2 separate regions of the Capra hircus genome follow, and region 2 is linked to region 1. The links are chromatin contacts, called in public Hi-C maps. All regions are on one chromosome and are shown on one strand. Each heading gives the region's core, a stretch centred on a gene start, on an enhancer-like site or on the middle of the called end of the contact. The rest is flanking DNA. Distances are from core to core; before and after follow the strand shown. Region 1 overlaps CPNE5 (copine-5). Region 2 has its middle 17 kb from the start of SRSF3.

Region 1 (7,048 bases), core at 2,882-5,381:
GCAGGAGGGAATAAGACTGATGCAAATCCCTGCCCCCCTGGTACTTATTGTCAGGTTGGGGGGTGGGGAACAGAAGACAAGTGCACCCACAAATACCTGTGTGTGTCAGGTGGTTGGGAGTGCTGTGGAAAAAAGTATAGTGAAGTGTGGAATCTAGAAAAATGACATAGACGATCTTACTTGCAAAGCAAATATAGAGACAGACATAGAAAACAAACAAATACCAAGGGGGAAGTGTGGGATGAATTGGAAGACTGGGGTTTACATATACACACTATTGATACTATGCATAAAACAGATAACTAATGAGAACCTACTGAATAACACAGGTTCTGTGGTGATGTAAATGGGAAGAAAATCTGAAAAAGAGGGGATATATGTAAACATATAGCTGGTTCACTTTGCTATACAGAAAAAACTAACACAACATTGTAAAGCAACTATACTCCAATAAAAATTAATTTTAAAAGTATAGTGAGATGAATCAATAGAGAATGCAAGGGCCAAAACTTGCTGTTTTATATAAAATAGCCAAGGAAAGCTTCTCTGAGAAGATAACCTTTAAGCAGAAATTTAAGCAAGGTGAGGGAGTTAAGTATTAAGGATATCAAGGAAAAAGAGTTCTAGCTGTAGGGATCAGCATGTGCAAAGGCCCTGAGGTGGAGCCCACCAAAGCATTTATAGAACAAGCCGATGTCTTAGCAGCGCACACATACCCAAGTCTGTGCCCTTCATGTCCCTCCCACTCTAGAGGGCCACTGCCCCAGAGCGAATACAGCCAAACGCAGCCATTTGAGTCAGGCCAACGGCAACTCTAGACCAGATGAGGCCACAGGCAGGGGCCCCCAGGATTCCTCCCAGGAACCTTTTCTCCATCTGTAAAATGGGTCTAATATATCATCCCTGCCCTGTTGAAGGCACAGGGTGGCTGTGCAGACACATGGGAGATGCAGGACTGTAAGCTGGACTCTGCTGACCACCACTTCTCTGATTATAGCTGCTTCACATGCAGGGGTGGAGTAATACTTTCTTTGTCCAAAGGTGCCGGGTTTCTCAGTGGGGATGTTGTCAGCATTGGGGGCAGAATAATTCTGTGTCTTACAGGACTTCCCCATATGTGGTGGGATGCTTAGCCTCCCTGGCCTGAGCCCATAGCTAGCAGTAGAACCCCAGTCATTGTGAGACCCCAAAGCTCTCCCTCATGTTCCCAAATGCCCCTTGAGAGGGCAGCACCTTCCCCAGCTAAGAAATATTAGATGTACAGCTAAAAAAATAATAATAATAATAAGGTATGAAACCCACTGATCTCATCCAGCTTTCTTGCTTTAGTGATAAAGAAACTGAGACCCAGAGAGGGGACATGATGCCTCAGGTCACAGTGAGTTAGGGAAGGGGCAGGGCTAGGCCCAGGTCTCCTGACTTTCCTTTGATCCAGCATTTCCCAATCTTTACCATTAAAAAAAAAAAATCACTCAGGGTTCAGAATCCCCATTAAAATGCAGATGCCCGGGCCAGTTCCCTGGGGTTCCATTTTAGGAAACCCAGGCTGGGAGCCCAGGAATCTATATTTAGTGCTTCTCAGACCTTGCTTGCTATGTGCAGGATTTCCTGGGGATCCTGCTGAAATGCCAAGAGTCTGCATTTCTACCCAGTGATGCTGATGCTGCTGTTCAGGGACCACACTCTGAGTACCAAGTCCCTGAGTCAATCCGTATGGCCAGCCAAGTTCAGCAATTAATTGCTTCATCCCAGGGCCTGAGGCGGAATTCAACCCTGACTGCATGTTAAACTCAAGTGAGGAGCCAGAAATAAACCAGAGCCATATCCCTACTCCAGAAAGCCTGATGATATTGGTTTGGGGTCTTCAGTCCAGCCACAAGATGTTTTGAAAGCTTCCCGTGGAGTCTAATGTTCATAGAGGAGAGGCCACTGCCACAGTCCACTCCTAGAGACTAGGGAGGCTTTGTCCATCTACAGCGAACGGGGGTCTCCAAGGCCCAACTCAGTACTCACAGACTCTCCATCATTTGGGCTAATGGTTCATCCGCTTTGTCAAGGGGAAGCCCTCCCTGGTCTCCCCACCGAGTTGATAAAGATGACTGAATCTGTACCAGTAGGGGGCGCTACAAATCCTAGAGTGGAATTCTCTGACCCTGGTAAAGTGTCCCCCGCCCCATTCTTGCCTCATTTAATTGACTTTGCCAAGATTGAAGGCAGGATGAGAAAGGGATGACAGAGGACGAGATGGTTGGATGCGATCACCAACTCGATGGACATGAGTTTGAGCAAGCTCCGGGAGCTGTTGATGGACAGGGAGGCCTGGGGTGCTGCAGTCCATGGGGTCGCAGAGCCGGACACGACTGAGCAGTTGAACTGAACTGAACTGCCAAGCTTTCATTTGTCTCCACGATCCTAAATCATTATCATAACCCACTGCCAGGTAGTTGCCTGTCTTGGGAAAGCTGATGCCAAAGCTGCCAGGGGCATAGGTCAAGCAGCGTCTGCTTAGGCAAGAGGGCCTCAGGTGCTTAGTTACCTCCAGGGAAAGGACAGGCTACTTAGGAGGGGCTTGGGTCTGAGAAGGTAGAGATGGGTGATGCTAGAGGAATGAGGTGGGACAAGTAAGGTTTAAAACAAGTGCAAACCAAAGAGGCGTATTTCAAGATTAAAGCATATGTGCGTGCTCAGTCCTGTCCCAACTCTTTGCGACCCCATGGACTGTAGCCCACCAGGCTCTTCCGTCCATGGAATTTTCCAAACAAGAACACTGGAGTGGGTTGCCATTGCCTACTCCAGGGGATCTTCCCGACCCATGGATCGATCCGGGTCTCCTACATTGGCAGGTGGATTCTTTACCACTAAGCCAACAGGGAAGCCCTTCAGGATTAATATGGAAGCACGGAGCTTGTCAGCACTGACAGATCTTAGCCCTGTGTCTGGAGGACCCCGCCGCTCCCTCTACACCCATGTCCACTAACAGAAAACTCAGTTCCTCGGCTTGAGCCCCTGTACTCTAGTGACAGAGACAGGGCCCTTCCAGGATGCAGTTTGGCATCGAGGTCAAGAGCACAGGGTCTGGGGCCAGACAGATCTGAGTTCCCATCTTACCTGGTCACGTCCTTGTAGTGTCCTTAGATATACCGCATCACTCCTTTGAGCCTCAGTTTCCTGGGCTGGAGAATGGAGATAATAATAGTACCTCATAGAGTTGTCATGGGCACTGTTTGCAATGATGTGGGCGAACCTGGCACATGCTGGGGGCTCCATCACCATCTGCAAAGCTCCCTGCACCCGCTCTCTGCTCAATGCTCCCCGCTGACCACGCCTCTTTTTGTTTTCAAGGTCACGCTGCTTTCCTTTGCTGTGGAGTCAGAGTGCACATTTCTCGACTACATCAAAGGAGGGTGAGAAGAGATGCAGCCTGGATTCTTTGGCCTCAGAGGGAGGGAAGGGCCCCCCCAACAAGGACCTGAGCTGAGCTGACCGCACCTGGCCTCTCTGAGGTCCTGGCCAGAGCCTGGGATGCTGGGCTCTGATCAGACCTCCGGTATCTGGGCTCAGACGACTCCCCAGAGCCCTGCAGGGCCCTGATGTGGCTGCAGAGGGCGCTGCTGAGCCATGGAGGCTCGCTTGGGTCGTGGGCGGTCTCTGTGCAGAGGGGACCTGCAGGTGGTAGGGACTACGTGAGACTCCATGACAAAGAGAACTAAGGGCTTAGGGAGGTGGAAAAGCCCTGATCTAGGCGTCAGGAGGCCCAGACCCTAGGCCCCTCTTTGCTGTGAACTGGCTGGGGTACTTTGGGCACATCACTTTCCCTCCCTGGGCATCCATCTCCTCCGCTTACACAGAGAGGTTGGAATTTAGTGAATTCTAAGGTTCCTTCCTGCTCTGAGCTTCTGATATGGTCTGTCTGGGAGGCGGTGATTAATCTGCCCAGTGTCATTAGGGACCACAGGAGAAACTGGGACAGAGGCCAGGGGATGGTCCAACACAAGTTTAAGGAACAGAGACAACCAGAGGGGTTGGCCTCCGGGCCAAGGCAAGCAGAGAAATCTGGAGACTCCGGCCAAACAGCTCATGAGGAAAGAGCCTGACTCTGCAGTGAGGTCCTGCCCAGCACGCTCCCTGCTGGGACAGGTGCCGGGGCAGGGGTGTGGGTAGCCGAGAGCCCACAGGTGCAGGCAGGTGAGTGACTACACCTGTCTGGAAAGGAGACAGGCGGGGCCATTGCCAAAGGTTCATCCCAGCCAAGCCGGCACTTGGCCGCCTGGTTCTCAGGGCAGAGGGAGGAGTCAGGCCCTGGGAAGCCACACTTACTCTCCCATGACGTGACTCCCTGCTGCTTCGAGCCTGCAACCCACAGGCTTGCAGCTCTCCTTGTCCCCGCTGAGCACAAGCCCTTCCCGCAGTCCCCCAGAGGCCTCCCCGTCCCTCCCCCACGTCAACTCCAGCCCCTGCCCTTGCTCCTTCCCCAATCAGAACTGCTCTGTGCCCTATCCTATTGAAAAACCACCCCTGATATCCCATGGTAATTTTCAAGCAACCCTCATCCTGTTTATCCTTCCCATTTGCATGCATGCACGCTAAGTCGGGTGTGCCGAAATCTGCGACCCTGTGGGCTGTAGCCCTCCAGGCTCCTCTGTCAGTGGGCAGACTGCCCCCAATTTACAGGATACAGGGGGCCAGGGAAGATGATTGTCTCCATTTTACAGAAGATGTCCGAAGCCACACCGCTTAGTCAGCGGCAGGGTTCATCCCTTCATCACAGGCTGCGTTTCTTCCATAGTAATGAATCCACCACGCTTCCCTTGTGGCTCAGTTGGTAAAGAATCTGCCTGCAGTGCAGGAGACCTGCGTTTGATTCCTGGGTTGGGAAGATCCCCTGGAGAAGGAAATGGCAACCTGCTCCAGTATCCTTGCCTGGAGAACACCATGGACAGAGGAGCCTGCAGGCTGCAGTCCATAGGGTCGCAAAGAGTCAGACACGACCGAGCGACTCAACCGCCACCACCACCACCATTGAATCCGCCTCATAGCTACGAGGTGGGGTGTGAGAGAGATGGATGAGTCCAAGGGCTGGGTGCTGTGAGATCTTGTCATCTTGCTGAGAGGGCGCTCTCAGAGGCAAGCCCTGGCCCTCCTCCTCTCCTCTCTTCACACTCTGGAGAGCCTGGGTGAGCGAGCCGGCTCTAGGGAGCGAGAGGCCAGCATGCATGTCCAGGCAGGCAGCTGATGGAGGCGTTTGTCTAGGGATTCTCTCCTCCCTCACCCACCTGGACCAGGAGGAAGGTTCTGGGCGCCTGTGTCCCCTTGGAGTCAGAGATGGAACTGGTTGCTGAGCAGCCTGTCCTTGCCCTTAGGCAGGAGAGGCGAGCCTGCAGGGAGTCACTTTTTGACAAAAGTACCTGCTTTTCAGTCCCTTCCTTCCCTGAGCCATTTCAGAACGAGAGCAGGAAGGACTGCTTAAGGAGTGAAAAGCCTGCCTCTCCCTCACCTTTTTTTTAAAATGTGGACCATTTTGTAAAATCTTTATGGAATTTGTTACAACATTCAGTTCAGTTCAGTTGCTCAGTCATGTCTGAGTCTTTGCAACCCCATGGACTGCAGCACACCATGCTTCCCTGTCCATCATCGACTCCTGGAGCTTACTCAAACTCATGTCCATTGAGTCGGTGATGCCATGCAACCACCTCATCCTCTGTCGTCCCCTTCTCCTCCTGCCTTCAGTCTTTCCCAGCATCAGGGTCTTTTCCAATGAGTCAGTTCTTCGCATCAGGTGGCCAAAGTATTGGAGTTTCAGCATCAGCATCCGTCCTTCCAATGAATATTCAGGACTGATTTCCTTTTAGGATGGACTGGTTTGATCTCCTTGCAGTTCAAGGGACTCTCAAGAGTTACAACAATGCTTCTGTTTTATATTTTGTTTTTTTGGCCACGAGGCATGTGGGATCTTAGCTTCCCAACCATGCTTTGAACTCTCACCCCCTGCATTGGAAGGTGCAATCTTAACCATTGGACCACCAGGGAAGTCCCTTCTCTCACCCTCTATTTCGAAGAGCCAGGCTGACAGGGTCCCTCAGCTGCAGTCCTGCAGGCCAGAACCACCTCTCGCCACCCTGTGGCTCCTTTTCCCTCAGAGCTTGGAGTCTACTGAATGCTCTGGCCGAGGGCAGCGGCCAAGGGGAAGGCGTGTGGGGAGGACTGTCCCTGGCCGGCAGACCCTGGGTGGGGTCTCCTGCTCACTAGGTCCTTCCCCCTTCCCGGAGATGGAAGGTTCCCTGAGCAGCAGCTCAGCTGTGATCAAGTGCAGCGAGGGCTGTGGTTTCTGATAGGGACTGTCTCCTCAGGGCACGTGAGGTGAGCCCTGCCTGCGTGCTAAGTCACTTCAGTCATGTGGACTCTTCGTGACCCCATGGACCGTAGCCTGCCAGGCTCCTCTGTCCATGGGATTCTCCAAGCAAGAATACTGCAGTGGGCTGCCATGCCCTCCTCCAGGGGGTCTTCCGGACCCAGCGATCGAACCCGGGTCTCTTATGTCTCTTGCACTGGGAGGCGGGTTCTTTACCACTACTGCCACCTGGGAAGCAACCTCGCCGTATATCATCCATGGTCAAAACTCAGAGCAGAGTCTTCCCAGGTGGCATCCCAGAGCCCCCTCCTCAGAATCGCTGCTTGAAGGCAGGGGATGTTTGCTGATTCTGGGGCCCCATCTCAGACCAACTCCCTCCCTGGGAGGGAGGCCCTAGGACAGTCTTTGTAAACAAGCTCCCCTGGTGACTCTACACTCACTGTGTGTGAGAATCACAAGACTAGACTTTATCAGGGATTCGTGTCTCGTCAGCTTTGTTTTGTCAGCATCTGGCACGGAACCTAGAACAGCCAAACCCTCAGAAAGTTTTAACCCTGAATATGAATCCTCAAAGCCTAATTTTTTTTGTTGTTATGGAAAAATTCCAAACACAGGCAAAAGTGGAGAGACGGTGTGATAAACCCCCGAGTACCCTCCACCCAGATTCGACAGTTACCAGCTCACAGAGTCTTGTTCCGC
Region 2 (7,048 bases), core at 2,648-5,147, 130 kb after region 1:
CAGAGGCCTGGATCCTCACCCTCAGCTCTGCCTGAGACCCCCTGCAGGTTTTTTACTGACCTGTGGATTCCTCATCGTTAAACAGCCCTTAAACTAAGGCCCTTGGAAAGACCCATCTACCTTGAATGGTCTTTGACACTCAGAAAGGTGCTGTCTAGGAGTCACCAGCCCTGGAATTCTTACCCTGATACCCGGAAGCCAGACAGCCTAGGTTCCAGTTCCAGCCTCCCCACTTGCTGCCATGTAATACTGGGCAAGTTACTTAACTGTGTCTTTCTTTTTTAACTTGAAGATAGTAATACCTACTCTCTGAGGGTTGCTGTGAAGATTAAATCAATTAAATTAGGAGAACAGTGCTGGGCACCCACTAAGCATTCATTAATGATTATTGGAGGTTTTTTTATTTTAAATTTTATAATAGCCCTATGTTCCTATTTTACAGATGACAAGACCAAGGCTCAGGGAGCCAAGTAACATGCCCAGGCTTACATAACAGTATTACTAGGAGCTAAATCTAGGTCTCCCAACTCTGAATGCTATGGTCTTCCCACCAGACAAAGCCTCAGGACTTCAATGTGCAACCTGGAGACATTATGCAAAACCTTCTTGATACCAGTCTGAGTGACAAGAGGTGACCCAGTGCCCACTGCACAAACAAGTCCTGGCCCTGGCAGTCTTCATTCCTCACTGGCATCCTTTTCCTTTACACCCACTTGCCCTCTCTGACAAAGACACTGCTTCCTTTAGGGTTCTGTGGGTATTCACATAGCCTCTGAATCAATGTGAACCACAGTGCCAGCCCTGTTAATAGCAGACACAAAACTGAGATGCGCTGGAAGAGCTTGGGGCTAAGGAGTCAGGCCTGGGTTCTAGTCCTGGCTGTGGCATTTCCTCACTCTGGGAGGAAATTTTCCTTCTCTAAACCTCAGTTTCCACATCTGTGCAGTGGGAATAGCAACTGTTAACAAAGTTGTGTGAGGACTATTTGTGTGACTATTCCGATCTTAATAAAATACGAACATTTGCCTGACCACTGTCTAACAGAAAGTTCCTGTTAAAAATCCTGATGCCAGGATTTCTCCGGTGGGTCCAGTGGTTGAGAACCCACCTACCGTGGGGCAACCAAGCCTGTGCACCACAACTGAGCCCGAATGCTCTGGAGCCCACACGCTGCAGCAAAGATTTGCACACCGTGTACCCAATGCAGCCAAATAAATTTAAATTTTTTAAAAAAGCCTGTATCAGCCTTGGATGAACTGTCACCCACTGTATGCACTTAACATTTTTCCTTTACCCTCCAGAAAAATAACTGTCTGAACCGGCCATCCTTACCAAAATATCATATTCTTTTTCTGGACTTGACAAGTCTTAGAATGTAAGTGTTGGAAAAGACCTTGCAAACCATCTGGTCCCAGTGTAGTAAACTTGTATCTGATCAAGAGCTGCCTCTGCCTGAAGCAGTTCATGAGCTGAGAGTCCAGCTGGAAGGACACTGTGGGCCATCTGTTTGCTGGGTGCAGTGAGAAGGCACAGGGTGCCACAGGAGGTATGTGCCACCTGCAGCCCCTATCCCCCCTCCTCCAAACGGGCACACCAAGGAGGTGAAGATCCCGTCTCTGCCTTCAGCTAACTGACCCTCAGGGCTACCAGGTCTGACTGCCATGTTGGCACAGGAGATAGGTGTGTGTACCACCTGGACTAGCACAGGGCAGGGCCTGCATCATATGTGATCACTCACAACCACCACACAATTAGGGTTGTGAGCTGCTGTCTTTATCTTTTTGGAATTCTTTAAAATTAAAGATAGATTTTAGGGAGCAACTTGCCCACAATTCACTTGACCTCCTCCTCAATGTGTAATTTTAACCACTGAAACAAACAGTGCATATTTGTTACCTTAGGCATTAAAACACTGCAGTTGGTTTCTTTTAGAATACAATGGAAATACTTGCTGGGAACTCCAAGACAGCTAGCAAACAGGAAAGACCAGAAGAAAGCAAACAGTAAAAAGCACCCTTTTAAAAGTGAGGGAAGGGACTTCCCTGGGGGTCTAGTGGTTAAGACTCCTTGTTTTCAATGCAGGGGATGCAGGTTTGATAGCTGGTCAGGGAACAAAGATCCCACATGCTGTACTCCACAGCCAGAAGATTTAAAAAAATTTTTTAAAAGGGGGAGGGAGGGAAAGGCCCAGGAGGAGAGTACTTATGTGCTTGCAGAGCTAAGCACAATGCCAACCCAGTATCCCTGGGAAAGCAAAACGGAGGAAGCTAAAAACCCTGAGTTGTTTACTCACAACCTGCCCACTCCCAGGACTCCAGCACTGGACAGGCTGCAAAACAGGAATTTATCTTCAGTGGGGAATGGTTTTAAGTACCTCAAGTCATCATGAGGGAAATACATCATGGGCGCAGGCTCCCTGTAAACATGGGAGTTCGGGAGCAGGTTGAGACTCACGGGTGGGCACCTCAATGCAGGGCCACCTCTGAGGTCCCTCCTGGTCCTGACACAAGCGCTGGGCTTAGGCTCACAGGCTGCGGGGTTCAAACCTGGCTTGACCTTCCTACTCTGCGTGACCTTGGGAAAGGTACTTCCTCTTTCTGGTTTCAGTTTCCTCATTTGCAAAGTGGGGCCATGATATCACCTAACACCCCCTAAACACAAATGATGTTGGAGAAGACTCTTCAGAGTCCCTTGGACTGCAAAGAGATCCAACCAGTCAATCCTAAAGGCAGTCAGTCTTGAATATTCATTGGAAGGACTGATGTTGAAGCTGAAAGTCCCAATGCTTTGGCCACCTAATACAAAGAACTGACTCATTGGAAATGACCTTGATGCTGGCAAAGATTGAAGGTGGGAGGAGAAGGGGACACAGAGGATGAGAAGGTTGGATGGCATCACCGACTTGAGGGACATGAGTTTGAGTAGGCTCTGCGAGTTGGTGATGGACAGGGAGGCGCGGCGTGCTGCAGTCCACGGGGTCGCAGAGTCGGATACGACTGAGCAACTGAAACACAAATAAATGAAGACACTTCCCACTCCAAGCATACAGAATAAAGAGAATAGGATAGAAAAAAACACTTATGAAAATTCTGAGCTACTGGGTCACCTTCTTGTTTATGTGCTGTCTGCCTGCCACTATCGTGGATTACCTTTGAATAAAAAGTGAGTATTAAAGAGGATGGAGTAGAGCGCATGTGAAAAACGCTGAGCCTGGCAACTTTGGGGCTCCCTCTGTGCCAGGCAGTTGTTGAAGCTTTACATGCGTTACCTCAGGTTTTGTCCCAACAAGCCGGGAAGGGAAGCAGTTCTGGCTCCCGCTGCTCAGCTGTGGAGACTCGAGCTCCCAGAGGAGTCAAAGGCTTCACTATCACGAGGGGCCACGGTGACGTGCCAGCAGCAGGAACACAAATACACGACAGTATGTATGGTCAAGGTCAGCACTGCAACTCTGGAGAAAGCAGAACCTTCTCCCTCTCCTGCGATGTGACCACAGCAACTCGGAGAAGCCGTTCCCAGCAGAGCGATAACCAGCTTCTGGAGGACCTGCTCTGAGTCAAGGTCAGGTTAATTTATTATTTGGTAACAGCCTGTGTCCAGCCAAAGGTTTCAGTGTGTGAACTTACTTTTAAAACATTTGTTTCTGTATAAACATATTGCTTGCTCATGGTTATTTTTCTCTTCAGGAGGAAGAAAATGCATTCTCTAAACAAAAACGCTAATATGAATAATGCTGTGATTAAAAGAATACCTCCTAATAGTGGTTTTTCATGCTTCCCCGAAAAAAGTGTGGCAAATGATGACAAACGGTATTTCTGAAATCCTGGGAGTCAGTAGCCCACCTATTCTCCCATGCTTCAGAGCCACCACCTGTCGCCAACATGCCTGCACCCTGGTAACACAGCACCGCACCCCATGACGCTGCCCCACCCTGATACCGGCCTTGAGGTCCATGGGGCAAGGCTCTGAGCCACCCACGCGGACAGGGCAGACAAGTCCCTGTGTGGCCTGGAAAACCCTCCTTGAAAGAACCGACAACATTCTCAAGCTCACAGGTGTCTGCCTGTTGCCCAAGAGCCCGGATCTGGCCACAGCGAGGGAAGAGATGTGGTGCAGGCAGAAACCGCTGGGTGAATCAGACCTGCGCGGACTCCTGGAGCCGGGTACTGTTTGCCCTCCGTCTGAGGCTTTATCTGCCAGGGAGATGGGCAAGCAGCCAGGGCCTTGGAGGTGAGGGGTTGTACAGCCAGGGCGATGGCATGCTGCCACACCAGATTTCAGTATCTCAGGAGCACTGAGCCGAGACTCAGGAGGCTGAGCACCCAGAGACGGCCCTAGCTGGGCTCCACCAGTCTCAACAACTCACTCCCCTGTCCCTTTACCTCAGGCTCTACAGGGTGAAGGTGTGGGCAAGCACAAGAACTCACATGGTGCCTCAGGAGTCTCCCATACATTTGATTGTGTTTAAAATATATGCTTGTATGTCTAATGATTTTGGTTTTTTTAGAACACAAAACTTGCTAACATGTTACAGTGAATCTGTGTTTCTAGGTTGTTGTGAGGTAGACTTTCCATCCTGTCACTTCTGGGATTGCAAAATGAGTTGTTAAAAAATGTATTCACTTCTCTGTACAACCAAAACAGGAAAAACTTGGCTCTGAGGTCAATTTAAGACTGCATTCATCAAAACATTATTTTTCCCATCTTTGTAACTGAATTTATCTACCAGAACTTACAACATCATTTAAATTCTTATGCACTTTGTAATACACAATTTCATTCCATAAAAAGGTTTGGCTAGTTTTCAAGTTTGAAAATCACCAGTCCCTGATGAACTCTTAAGTTCTCCTCTAGTTCTCACTTTTTACTAATCTCCAATTCTAAACCCTGAATAAATTCACAGGGTCTTAGAAGTTGTCAGTCCATAATAAAACCTTTAAGTTTCCTGCCTTTGCTTTTACGCACGTGGCTTTTTTCTTTATACAGCCAGCTTTCTATCCCAATCCCATTCTTCAATACTTAGCTCAAGTACAACCTCTTCTACACAAAACACTTAACATGGGTCTTGGACCTAAGCTTTGATTTCTTCATCTGCAAGATGAGAAACTGCCCTCAAGTGGTGAGGTTTAAGTGAGCTAGTAATAGGTATATGTAAAACATTTAGCAAGATGCTGGCAGGAGTTCAAGGAATACGAATTATCATTTCTATTGTCTTTATTACTGCCTTTATTGTTACTATCATGGTGGAAAAAAGAGACTCTGGAGTCAATGGAGACACAGTTCTACTCAACAAGTGTGTGACCCCAAGCAAATTTGGCCCAGTATTCTCAACGGGGCAGTACTGCCTCCTGGTGGGTGCTGGGGAAACTGCAGCTTTTCTTTTCCTTCTTAGGGTTGTCACCCTAGCCAGGGAGCATCACTGACATCAGGGGAAGAGGACAGAGACACTCCATGTCTGGCACACAAAGAACTGCCCATGCCCACAGGTCTGAACCAAGTACAGGTAGAAAGTATTAAGTGTCTGCATAAAGCCATTAAAGAAAATGATTAAGTGGGATAGACATTGTCTAGAATTGTACTTTACCCTGTGCAATCGGGACTACTCAGTTTTTCCTGTCATTCCCCCTCTACCGAAGGGTTGTCGTTGTTCAGTCACTGTCATGTCCAGCTCCTTGTGATCCTATATACTACCTCATACTTTTAAGTGACACGAACGTTTTGAGCACCTTTCATGTATTAATTCACTTAAATCCTCGTAATTTACGGGACAGTGCTCTATTTATTCCACTCCCCTTGCCCCATGTAGCTTTTTTTGGCCCTGTGGCCTGCAGGATATGACCAGGGTTCCCCCGCAGTGGAAGCATGGGTCTTAACCACTGGACCACCAGAAAGTCCCACTGTGAGTTTATTTTTCGACATTACAGTTTTAAGGCCCAACTCATTTATGAGAATACTGTACTCTCTCTCAATTCAGTTATCTGTTGTATTTGTCTTGACATGCTATCCCTACTTCAATTAAGCTTATTTCTCCCTCTCCTAAAATATTCAAGTATGGTCTCATTACTCCCTGGCTGTACTTTTATTCTGATTTCTACACGTGCCTTCTCTCTTTTCTTACAGGTAAGAAAATAAGCATCTGACTTATTTCTTGTCTTCTGGCAGTCATACCCAACATACACAAATACATTCTATTTTATAAACTGCTCCCCTTTTTATAGTTAAGGCTTCATCTTGCCTTTTTTTTTTAAAATAGTGTTCACGTCAGGATAGTGAAGGATCGTTACAAAATATATTTTTACACAAAGGGAGGCCCAACCACGCTCCCTCTCTGAGCTTCTTGAGTAAATGAGGTAACCCCAACATCAAGAGTTGATAATGAGGAAAAGCACTATACATATGCTCAGCATGTGGTACTTCAATTTCAGCTTCCTGTTTTCAATTTTCTTTCCCATACTTTGCTCAAGCACTAGCAACCAACTTGATCAATGAACAAAACAGGATTTTCTGGTAAAAACAATCTCATCCAACTGCTAGGCAACACCAAGGCAAGCACTCAGTTTTCGATGCTGCCTTTCCCAGCAAAGTTAAGCGGCAAGAACAGGGATGTGCCTTTCTCCACATACAGGGAGGCCTGGGAGAACTGGGGTGAGGAGGAGGCAAATATACCCATAAGACTACTGTGGGATCAGAAACAGATCTTAATTCTGATCTTAACAGATTGTAAGCTCTTCAGACTCACCTGTTCAAACTAAATAAGAACATCTGGGGGCAGGGCCCAGGTAGTAGTTTCAAAAGTTCCTCTAGGAGATTCCAGTATGCAGCCAACAGTGGAAAAACCACCGACAATCAGTTCAATACCCTCTGAAATGTTTTGTTATTCCCAGCTTTAAAAATACAAGTGACTTGTCCCAAACACACAAAAAGATGGAAATCTGAACACAGGCTGGGCTAATTTGAAAACCTGTTTCTAAGGAGCCATCTAGCAGTTAGAATCCACCTTATCATTCCTATCTTTGTGACTTCAGAAGCCCTTTTTTTGAAATCTGCCTGG

What was found. Hi-C and Micro-C count contacts between places; a contact is called where the count stands out from the background.
Region 2: a contact with region 1 is called in a Hi-C map of liver, with 5 times the contacts expected there. The contact joins two enhancer-like sites. A contact is called at or near these places in 2 of 5 Hi-C or Micro-C datasets (blood and liver).

Annotation. Positions count from the first base shown.
Region 1 is chr23:38,080,655-38,087,702 of ARS1.2, forward strand. CPNE5 (copine-5) reads left to right here. Exons shown (of 21, transcript XM_018039278.1): 14 at 3,343-3,404. Among named protein-coding and RNA genes, the nearest start is that of RAB44, 58 kb to the right of the region's middle. Within about 2 kb of position 4,132, at least 3 of the 5 cell types and tissues checked have an H3K27ac peak or open chromatin away from gene starts, as enhancers often do.
Region 2 is chr23:38,213,649-38,220,696 of ARS1.2, forward strand. No RefSeq gene overlaps it. Among named protein-coding and RNA genes, the nearest start is that of SRSF3, 17 kb to the right of the region's middle. Within about 2 kb of position 3,898, at least 3 of the 5 cell types and tissues checked have an H3K27ac peak or open chromatin away from gene starts, as enhancers often do.